2 separate regions of the Sus scrofa genome follow, and region 2 is linked to region 1. The links are chromatin contacts, called in public promoter capture Hi-C maps. All regions are on one chromosome and are shown on one strand. Each heading gives the region's core, a stretch centred on a gene start, on an enhancer-like site or on the middle of the called end of the contact. The rest is flanking DNA. Distances are from core to core; before and after follow the strand shown. Region 1 holds the start of COL14A1 (collagen alpha-1(XIV) chain). Region 2 holds the start of DSCC1 (sister chromatid cohesion protein DCC1).

The links. Promoter capture Hi-C pulls out the DNA fragments that hold promoters and counts their contacts.
Region 2: a promoter capture Hi-C map of fetal liver shows a contact between it and region 1, with 3 times the contacts expected there. The contact joins the promoter of DSCC1 here to the promoter of COL14A1 in region 1. A contact is called at or near these places in 1 of 5 promoter capture datasets (fetal liver), 2 of 47 Hi-C or Micro-C datasets (blood and embryonic fibroblasts) and 2 of 2 datasets of contacts at active chromatin or transcription factors (alveolar macrophages and skeletal muscle).

The regions. Positions count from the first base shown.
Region 1 is chr4:18,922,204-18,927,927 of Sscrofa11.1, forward strand. COL14A1 (collagen alpha-1(XIV) chain) reads right to left here and starts at 2,908. Exons shown (of 48, transcript XM_013996512.2): 1 at 2,527-2,908.
Region 2 is chr4:19,157,768-19,163,491 of Sscrofa11.1, forward strand. DSCC1 (sister chromatid cohesion protein DCC1) reads left to right here and starts at 3,296. Exons shown (of 9, transcript XM_021090559.1): 1 at 3,296-3,732. The coding sequence starts at 3,554. DEPTOR (DEP domain-containing mTOR-interacting protein) reads right to left here. Exons shown (of 12, transcript XM_021090558.1): 3 at 3,528-3,936.

The DNA of each region.
Region 1 (5,724 bases), core at 1,658-4,157:
TCCCTAAGGCCAGCCCCGGCTGATTGCAAAAACCAAGACATGCGTGAAAGGCCCCTAGAGTTCTCTGAAATCCACAGCTGGACTGTTAGCAGCAGGCTAAGTGCCAAAGGACTCCTCCCATCAAGCCTAGAGTCTGGGACCTGCCCAAAACTGCTCCAGGAATTCTGATGGGTTCCAAGGAATCCTAACCAGGGAATAACTGAGAGGCCTCACCAGTGTGGTTCTTTTCCTTTCAAAGGGACCCCCAGGAGGTCAGGGATGCAGTGGAGGTTCAGGTCTATCCTGGCTCAGGGCTCCCTAGGCAGAAGGAGGCGATGCCCAGGGCTTGGTGAGATTGTAGATTGTACATAATGGATAAACCTTGCAAACATTTTGCTGAGTGAAAGAAGCCAGTCACAAAGGACCACACACATATTTTAGGCTTCCATTTATATGAAATGTCAGGGAAAGCAGATTAGTGGTTGCCAAGGGTGTTGTGAGGGGGTGTGGTGGTGGGGAAGAGATGGGGAGTTACTGCTAGTAGGTACAGAATTTTTTTTTTTTCCCGAGTGGTAAAAATGTTCTAAACTTGATTGTGGTGATGATTGAACAACTCTGTGAATATGCTAAAAACTGCTGAATTGCACATGTGTGTGTATATGAATTATATCTCAATAAAGCTATTTTTAAAAAATATACTATTTTAGGAGTCCCTGCTGTGGTGCAAGGGGATCAACGGCATCTTGGGAATGCTGGGATGCAGATTCAGTCCCCTGCCTGGCACAGTGGGTTAAGGATTCAGAGGTGCCACAGCTGAGGCTTAGGTTGCAACTATGGCTTGGATCTGATCCCTAGCCTGGGAACTCCATATGCCACAGGGCAGCCAGAGAAGAATATGTGTGTGTGTGTGTGTGTGTGTTTACTATCTTAAAGTCTATTTTATAGTAACCATGCCCTTGGGACCAGGTTCAAAGGAAATCCATCTAAGTTGCTCTTTTGAAACAAACATACAAACACCATCCACGCATTCATTCATCCACTCCTTTTACATTTACCAATGGGTTCTCCACAGGCAGAACTGGACCACCCTGTCAGAAACATAACACCTGTTCTCCTCACTGGATCCAGCTTAAGCCTATCTGCTGTATGTGGGCAGGGCCTCTCTCTCACATGTTGCAAGTAGGAAGTGCCCTCTCTGACCCTCTGAAGCTGAGGGGCCCCAGAGTTTCAGGGAAAACCCTTTCTCGTTTCTGCTCCCCACAGAGCCACCTAGGTCTTATTCACATATTTGTTTCTGCCCCTTCCCACCCTCTTCTGCTGCTGTGGGCAGTGGACTCTCCGAAATTCCCAGAAGGGAATCCAAAACTTCCAAAGCTAGTGAGGCTCTCAGCTGTAGCTCCAGAAGCAGTTGGGGGGTGGGGGAGATCCAGGTCCTTGTGAAAGCTGCACAAAGCTCCATTTGAACCTTAGGGCCATTTGTCCTAAGGACAAGCCCAAAGCTTAAGCAGAACGGACCCGGGAGGCTCAACCCTGAACTTGGCACATCACAGGGTGTTCTTCACACAGAGGACCCGAGAACCCAGCTCCAAAATCCGAGTGCCTGTGCCCTGGACTTGCAGGCAGTGTTCAGACCTCTGCTTAGGACTAAGGCCACTCCAGTGGCCCAGTGCCGGCTGCTTTTGGCTGGCCCCTAATCCAGTCTTGCCTGTGTGTGGTGCACGCTAAAGCCCAGCTCCACCAGATGTATCTCCGTCCATGCGCTGCGAACTAGGGAGGTCAGAGCAGCCAGCAGTCCAGAGAGATAAAAGGAGGGGAGGAGGGGAGAGGTGGAAAAGCCAGAGTGGAGAAGACCCTCCAATATCACAGCGTGGTGGTGCATCATAAAGCTGAAACCTCCTGCATCCAGACACCAAAGCAAAACTGCGCTAAGCATTCAGACTTCCTGGTGCAGAGATGTTTAAGAGCTACTACTAATGCCAACATCCTGCATTGATGCGCTCGATGTGCTCCCTCTTGTTTGCATCTGGCACCTGGCCCCTAGAGCCAATCACTCACTGGGGGCTGGGTGAGTTTTGTCCTCTGTGAGCTCCATCGACTGTTCTCCCGAGCAACCCCGTGCTTTCTATTTGTATACATCCCTCCAAAACAAACCCTAAAGCCCCCCCCCCTTTCACCAGAATGGTCACTTTTATGAAGCCCCTTCTACTTGAAAATGCTGGAGTCTTTACTGTCTCGAAGCCAAACCTGCTCCTTCCCGCCGCGCGCTCACAGCACTTAAGCACAGAGGGAAAAGCTCCTGAGAGCAACACAAGGCATCTTCACACAGTGCCTGCAATCTCCCTGTCCAGTGACCCCCTGCGAGGAGGCATCTGGGTGCACTACCCCATCCCACCTCAGTGGTTCGGGGCCATCACCGGCGGGCGCGAGGAGAGGTGGTCTCTTAATTGCACTGCGTCTGCAGGTGGCTCGCCCTCTCCACTTTCCCTTCCTCAACAATAAACTTTTCAAAGCCGAACGAAGGAAGAGCAGAGAAAGACTGGAACTGACCTGTTCAGAGCAAAGTTTCAGCCCAGGTAGGGGACCTCTGGGTGCCTAAGGAAGATCCAAGATCCGCCGCGAACAGGTTCGTGGTGGCGCACAGCTCTCGCGCGCTTCCCGCCCCTCGCCCCCTTTTAATTGGCCCCTATCCCTCCCCTTCTCCCCTACTCTCCCCTGCTCCCAGCCCTGGCCACTCAAAGCCGCCTCCTCTTCTCCAGTGCTTCCCTTCTGCCCAGAATCAGATAAGAGGAAAGGAAAGCCCGCCGGCGGCCAATTATAAAGCGGAAGGTGGCCGCGGGGGCGGGGGTTGGGGTGATGGGAGGCAGGCCTACGTCCCTAAAGCGTCCCCCCCCACACACACACTTTCCCTCCTCCTCTTCTCCCCAACCCTGGCCCCACAAAAGATGCTGCGAGGAGCCAGCCCAGCGCCGTTCGAGCGCCAGCCCAGACCTGGCGGCCGCCCCAGGTGCGCGCCGCAGCGGGCTAGGAAAGAGCAGCTTCTGCCCCTCCACTCTCGCCAAGGCTAGCGAGGGGCTTGTTGCTGAACCAGAAGACCCTGCGATTGCTTTACCAGATCTGGAGCCCTTCCTTACGCAGGTGCGAGTGTACCCACTTCCCTATTCCCAAATACCAGCCTGGTCAAGGACCCTGCGCTCGGGAGCCACACTCGCTGGAAAGAAGTAGTACCTTTTCTCCCCTCCTCTCCTTTCCTTTTCCCGATCAAGGGTAATAAAACGCCAAAGCAGCGATGTTCAAACTTTAATGTGCAGGAGAATCACAAGTGTTGAAAAAGACATTTCTGTATGCTTTAAAGGACGCATGTTGGCTGTGTCCAGGGGTTGGACTTCCCAAAGTGCATATGCTCACTCGTAGAGATCCTGTTTCAACAGGTCTGGGCTTAGCCCAGGGAATCTGCATTTATCAAACACCCTGGTGGTCCTGGTCTGTGGAGGCCACCCTCCGCCAGGCTCTACCACGAGGCGCGCCAGAGCCCTGCGCTAGGTCTCCAGGGATTCGGCCCTGCGCGGTCATCCGCTGGGCTCCTTGGAAAGTCATCATTACTCATTTTTTAACCTTGAGAACGACCGCCCTCTCCTTCCCGCGGCGTCTTTACAATCCAGCTTGTTGTGTGCGCACAAATGTTGGCGAGGGAGGTACAACAACTGAGAATTATCAAGAAGCCACTTTTTTGAAAAAATACTCTCTTGTCTTGGAAAACTGACAAGCAGGTGTTTCATTCCCACTGAAGGCTGATGATGGCGAGGAGAGACAGGGCAAGTGGAACTCTTAAAGGGTCCTCAAACGTGCTTCCACCATGCCCAACTGAGAATACAGAAAAAGGGGCCGTGACCCACCCACTCCCTTTCAAGGGAGTCCTTCGGATATTCCAACCTTCCCAAGCCACCTCCTCTGCTTTCCCCAAATTTTCTGATATTTGAATCCGCTAATACCGTGCTCTGAACTTCCCCGCTCGTCCTACAGTTGGAGTGCAAAGGGCCCTCTCCAGCCCCTACCGCCACCCTTCTTCCGTCGGTCCTTTTCCAAATGGGCCTCAAGTCTGGCCACAGGATGGGGCCCGAGACAACCGCCGTTTTGCTTCCGCGCTCCAGTGATCTCGACTATCTTGGGTCAGGCAGCGGGTACAACTTTTTAGGAGACAAAATCCAAGGGTTCAGTTCGCTGCATTGCAACGATGCGAGCGCCACCTGGTGTTGGCGCCTGGGGGTTCGGGATAGGGCGGGAACTAGAAAGACACCCAACCAGCCTAGATTAACACGCCTAAACTAGAACTTCCCAAATGCAGTACCTATTCCTGCAGAAAACTACCACTTTGGTTAGATCTCCTTTCCTCCCCACCCCCTACCCAAAGAGTGCCTACTACAGTCATATTCTCGCCTCCATTTTCACTAGTATTTTTACCAAGATGTAGATGGTTAGGATAAGTTTAGCTTTATTTGCAATTCCCTTGGGGGGAAGTAGCATGTTTGCACAGAGTTTGAGTCAAAGGAAAGGTACTTATGATGAAATTATAAATAATTGGAAATTAGGAATTCCCTGATTTTTAAATGTGAAAATATGTGCAAAAATGCATATATAGCAAATAGGGAAGCAGAATATATGTTCCATAAAGACCATATGCAGTAATGGCATATTGAATTTGCAATGATATAAAATGTTCTAACTCATTCTTCTTTCCTCTTTTAAACTTTTGACTTCTTGCATTTATTTCACTTTCAACATAGGTAGCTAGATTTCAGTTAATGTTGAATCAGAAGGGCAGGTTTTAGTTACTTTTCCACATAGTTGCAGGTGTGCGTAAATTTCCAGCCCTTTCAAGGGAGTGTTTATTCAACACTGATCTTAAGGTTAGCCCTCAGAGTCTGGAAGATACTGAGAAGTAAATTATAGAAACAAGCCCAGAAGACCCCACTAAAGGTCTCCTCCCTCAATATATATTTAAAAAAAAATTTTTTTTGGAGTTCCCGTCGTGGCGCAGTGGTTAACAAATCCGACTGGGAACCATGAGGTTGCGGGTTCGATCCCTGCCCTTGCTCAGTGGGTTAACGATCCGACGTTGCCGTGAGCTGTGGTGTAGGTTGCAGACGCGGCTCGGATCCCATGTTGCTGTGGCCCTGATGTAGGCCAGTGGCTACAGCTCCGATTGGACCCCTAGCCTGGGAATCTCCATATGCCGCGGGAGCGGCCCAAGAAATAGCAAAAAGACCAAAAAAAAAAAAAAAATTTTTTTTTCAAAACCTCTGAAAGAATATATGAATGGCTGGGGCCTTATCAAAGACAGCCAAAAAAATTCCATTTCCCACAGTAACTGACTGATTGTAGGAGTCAGCAATCGTTCCTAGATTCTCACCTCGAGTTTGTGGCATGACTGTGATCTGGTTTCTCTCGAAGGACTCCATACACACCTTGTTGCCTCTCTCCTCTCAGGCCCCTAAAACCCTGCAGGAAGATTTTTGAACTTGAATTGAAGGGACTCTGCCCCCTTGCTTGTCTCATTTTGGTGAAGTTATTTTGCTTCTCTGAGCCTAACTCCTTGGGTATAAGAAGAGGATAATTAATTACATCTCAGAGGATGGTCATGAAGATTAAATGACAGGTGTGTTTACGGACCTAATCCATACTAAATAATAAATGACAGCTATGTCACCCAAACTAGGACTATCTCTTCTGCCTGTGTCATATGGCTAT
Region 2 (5,724 bases), core at 2,046-4,545, 240 kb after region 1:
GTGGTATTTCAGGAGTCAACATCATCAACTTTCTTGCTCTAACCCACCTGGGGTCTACATGCTGGTGGTCAGCAGTTAACATCTTCCACCTGGTGGGGTTTTTAGTATCTGAGAAACAACTCAAGGATATGGCTCAGGATATTATCTATAGACCTTGAGCAGAATCTTTCTTTCTTTCTTTCTTTTTTGTCTTTTTGCCATTTCTTGGGCCGCTCCTGCGGCACATGGAGGTTCCCAGGCTAGGGGTCAAATCAGAGCTGTAGCCAACGGCCTACACCAGAGCCACAGCAACGCGGGATCCGAGCCGCGTCTGCAACCTACGTCACAGCTCATGGCAACGCTGGATCCTTAACCCACGGAGCAAGGCCAGGGATCAAACCTGCAACCTCATGGTTCCTAGTCGGATTCGTTAACCACTGAACCACAACAGGAACTCGAGGATTTTTCTTTTAATCATAAAAGAAAGTCAATTACATTTCTTTTATGGCTATTATTTTTTCTTGCTTGACTGTTTTCTTTTGTTTCTGTGTCATCTCTCTTCTCTGATTGTTTGCTCTTCAGAACTTGGTAAAGGCCTAGGAGGCTAAGACTTTTCTATAAATGAGAGGAAGGGAGGAGGTCTGTCCTGGGGAAGGTCCTACAGGGTCCTGCTCAACTTCAGTCTCAACTTCAGGCTCCCTTGTAATTACCATGTATGTGCATTTAACATCTTTATCTTTGAACTCCTGGCCAGACCTTTATTCAAACTCCAACTTCTAGATCTAACATCAAGGGATGTTGTCACAGGTATATTCTCATAGCAAGTCAATCTCCACATCTCAAAACCAGAGCTCACCTCACTCATTCCTAGGCTTCCTACAATATGTTGTAAATGAGGGGAAATGCACTTGCTCATGCAAGAATCTAGAATTTGTCCTTCATTCTTTCCTCTCTCTTACTCTCTATGTTTAATCAAGTAGCCGCTGTTGTCCATTCAATCTCAAAAACTATTTCTCAAACCCAGCCACTCTCACCATTCATTTGCGATCTTACTGGTTTTCTACATTTATCTCCCTTCAATCTGTGCCACAAATTTTTCTTTTTCCCATCTCCCTCCCTTCTTTCCTCATGTATTAACTGTCCATTGAAGTTTTTTGTCAGTATGTTGGGTTTTGCAATAACCCAAGGGAAATTATTTTAAATGTATTTAGCTATACATATTTAATGCATAAATATGCTCTCAGTGTTAAAATTTATACAGTAAAGATAAATTATAAATTATCCCCTTTGCACTCCCCTCCTAAGAGGTAAACATCATCACAGCTCATTCATTTATTCATTCATTCAACTTTTTAGCAAATATATTTGAGGATCCATTCATTATGTGCTGGGCACTCTGCTTAATGATGGCCAAAAACATATCCTATGGAAGTGTATAGCCTTACACTCCTAGAGACAAAACCCCCAGATCCTCAAAACCCCACATTAAGTAATCATAAAAATGTAAAATTACAACTTACTTAATATCTAGGAATGAGAGGTACCTATTCCCACGAGATATATATTTGACAGGCTTGACCTGATTAGGGAGGTCAGAGAAAGATTTCTGAGGAGTGACTATTGACTCAGAGCCAATGTAAGAGCCCCTGTAACTATTTACTTTTTTTTTTTTTCCTTTCCAGCTGCATATGGAAGTTCCTGGGCTAGTGGTTGAATGGAGCTGAGGTCCACTCCACAGCCACAGCAATACGGATCCAAGCTGCATCTGTGACCTACACTGCAGCTTAAGACAACCACCAGATACTTAATGCACCCAGGAACACGATGCCAGGGATCAAACTCACAACCTCACAGAGACAGTGTCGGGTCCTTAAGCGGCTGAGCCAAAATGGGAACTTAAATTTAAATTAACTAAAATTAAATAAAAATTAAAATTCCTCACTCACAGTATCTACATCCCAAGTCATCAAAAGCCTCATGAGGCTTAGGAGCTACCAAACTGGACTGAACAGATACAGAACATTTCCAACACTGGTGTTCCCGTCCTGGCGCAGAGGAAACGAATCTGACTAGGAACCATGAGGTTGTGGGTTCGATCCCTGGCATCGCTCAGTGGGTTAAGGATCTGGTGTTGCCACGAGCTGTGGTGTAGGTTGCAGAGGCGGCTCGGATCCCTTGTTGCTGTTGCTGTGGTGTCGGACGGCAGCTGTAGCTCCAATTAGACCTCCAGCCTGGGAACCTCCATATGCCACAGGTGTGGCCCTGAAAAGATGAAAAAGAAAAAAGAACATTTCCAGCATCTTAGAAAGTTCTATCAGACAGTGCTCATCAAGAGAATGAATAGGTACGAACTGGGCAAAGAAAGGAGAGAATGTGATAGGCAAACAGAGCCACAAGTGGCAGAAAGCAAAAATCTTGGAGGAGGCCCTTGTGTCTGATACTAGAAAGAAGGCTTGAAGAGGAAGAGGGGGAGACAGAATGGGATACAGACCTTCCACATCGCTAAAGAAAAAAATCCAACAAACACAAAGGCAGTGAAAGAAAATAAGAAGCAACAAAATACAAGAGTGTTCAATACACAAAAAATTTGGCAGAGAAGCAGTCAAATATATCAGATCTAAATCTGCATACTGTGTGCCTGAGCTTGTGTAGATCTGCTCCAGGAAAAATGATCTTGTCTTGATATACAAGTCACTTCAGAGCACTTTACACATCCTATAGTGTGAGTTTGTCTCCCCAGGAGGCAGCAGAGCCTTCCCAGCCCCAGGAAGCTACTTTCCTCTTGACAAGGGTCTCAGCCCCTCAGCTGCTACTCCCCACCGCCGGCCCCCGCCACAAGCTAGGTACTCAACGAATGGATGGATCTAGTCCAAGCCTTAGACTCCCACATATGATGGATGGTTCCCAGACTCAAAGAAGTAAGACGCTGTCTATTCCACAAGGTCCTCGTTTCCGGTCCAAGGTGTTTACACAAACCCGGCTGGAAGTTTTTAGAGACCTAATAGACCAGCCTGGAATCAGACTTTACTACCTCCTGGCTGTGCCGCCAGGGGCAAGGAGCTTGCTTCCTCATTTTGCAAAAAGGAATTTAAAAGCGTCCCCTTCACAGAGTTGTGGTGAAGGAGTCAGGAAATGGTGCACGCAAAATGCTTATCACAAGGCCGCCACCGGTGGAAGATGAGACAGTTTTAATGGCGTGGAGATGGAGATAATATTGGCGGGAAACAGGATGGGGAGGAGCGCAGCGGAAGGGGCGGGTGAGGGTTCCACGTGGAGCACCGCGGGGTCTACGCTCAGCTCTCGCCCGCTTCCGCCGAGGCCCCCGGCAGAAGCCGCCTTTCCTCCCAGCAACAGTCGATGCTCTGCCGATGGTGACCCGGTGTCGGAAGGCCCGAGTACCCTGAAGCTTTCGGACCTGCCGGGGGAACGCCCCCGCGGCGCGCCCCGCCCCGGAAACCCGCCCCCAGCTGCCTTGGCGCACTTTTAAAACAGACTCCATTCTACTTGTTTCTCTGGGTCAGAGTCCTGCGGGGTCTAGGTTCTCTTACCCTGAGCTGGCGGCCCCTGCACAACGATGAAGAGGACCCGCGACGAGGTGGACGCGACGCTGCAGATCGCCAAGGTGAACACGGCCGAGCTGCTGCCCACGGTGCACTGCTTGGGCTTCGGCCCTGGGGCCAGCGCCGCCGCCGGCGACTACTGCCTGCTCCAGCTGGAGCCTGCACTGTGCCAGCAGCTGGAGGCGGGACGCAGGTGAGCCGGATCCGGGTCTGCCGCGTATTCAGCCTGGTGCCAGCCACCTCATTTTCCTGCGGGGAAACTGGGCCGGAGAGATGCATTGATTTGACGGGGGCCTCACAGCAGGCCGGTGGCTTGATTCCCAGCTCGCCGCCTTTTCCCGAGGAGTCCAAGCACTGCGGGGATAAACAGGACTGCTTCAGCTGGTCTTGTTGGCCTCTGTCAGGGGAAACAAATCAGGAAGTAGAACCTCAGGGAAGATTTGGGGATGTTAACTGTGAGGCCAGGGACTCAAAGAACACCTTGCCATTCCACCTTAAAGTGCAGTGGTAGTATCTAATATTTATAGGGTTCTTCTTGCCTTCTACTTATATTTATTTTACTCAGAAAGTAGATACGACTGTGGGGGAATGAATTTAAAGCCATTTGTATAGCCTCGTAATTGTGGAAGGCCCTCAAGAAACAGACTTGCTGGGGGGCACTCAGTAGGAATGTGAAGCTGTTTCTAATTCTAGGCCAGCTACACAGTTGCGGCAAGACCTTGGGTTAAAAAACATAGAGGAGGAGTCCCTGTGCGGTCCCTGAAAATGAGGAGTTGTAGTCTCTGGTTTAATTCTCTTCTGCACTGTCTTTCCTCCAGCACCTGCATGTTATCAGGGAGTATGTTCTCTTGTAGGATCCTTTAAGTTGAATCCTTTAGGCTGTCTTTCAGTTTTCCCACTGTACCCATCTAACAGTATTATAGTTAACTGGCCAGTATTCAGATGCTAGCAGTAAAGTATCTTTGAGGGAACGGAAGGAGAACATCATTCAGCGGGGCTTTATTCCAGCTGAGTTGGCAGGGATTTGAGAAAGGACTTCGGGTGTGAGGACCTTCTTTGTCCAGCTGCAGTTAATCTGGCTGGCAGAAACTAGAAGGGTTTGAAAACGTGTGTTTTAAATTTTTTTTTTTTCCAGGGGAAAGGGGTAGTTGTTTTAAACAAAATATTTGAAAGTGGGGATAGTGTAATGTAGAAATAAATGTTAAGAGTAGGCACTTGGGACTATTAAACATTTTAGGACCAGGAAACTAAACAAGAGAGGAAATTAAATGAAAGCTTATTTCAAAAAAATACATATATTTACAGTCTCCTGTTTCAGGTTTTTAGCTTTTACTTAAATGAATTGGGCTAGGAGGATTAAATATTTTATGGACAAAGAGAACTGCTTGAATCAACTCCTTTTTCATTAATCTCAATCACCTTTATTATTTATAATTAGTTTTTCTTCCACCACCTTTTTCTTTTCTTTTTTTTTTTTCTGCACCCAGGGCATATGGAAATTCCTGGTCCAGGGATTGAATCTGAGTAGCAGCTGTGACATACACATGGTTGCAGTCACAGCTGTAGCATGCCTGATCACTTAATCCACTGCACCAGGCTGGGGATCAAATCTGCACTGCCACAGACACAATGCTGGATCCTTAACCCACTGCGCCAGAGAAGGAACTACTACCACATCTTGCTCATTTTTATCCTCCCCTCTTCCTCCTTCTGCCTTTTTTTTCCCCACTAGTGACCCTGTATTAGAGACATCATTCAGTAGAGTTTGTAAACATACCACTTTCATATTTTTCATTGCAGCCTTCTTTTCTCATAGTCCCTTTTTTTTTTTTTTTTTTTTGCAGTGTAGATGATTAGGCCAGGATGTGCTCCTTTGATTGTTAGGGGATCTCGGGACAAAACAAGAAGGACCAGTTTTGAGTGGGTACTAGGACCAGCGGCATGATCACCTGGGAGCTTGTTAGTCATGCAGACTCCTTGGTCCTATCCCAGACCTACTGAGTCCAGATCTGCTTTTTAACAAGATTCCCTAACGTGCCTACACATTAGTTTGAGAAGTATTGCTTTAGCATATTTTAGAAAATGGTGACATCTTGACTGAAGCTACTGAATGCTTTGCCTTGTGCTCTTCCTAGCAATTTGCACAAAGATGCCATATGGTGACATTTGGCCTCTTGGCATCTTT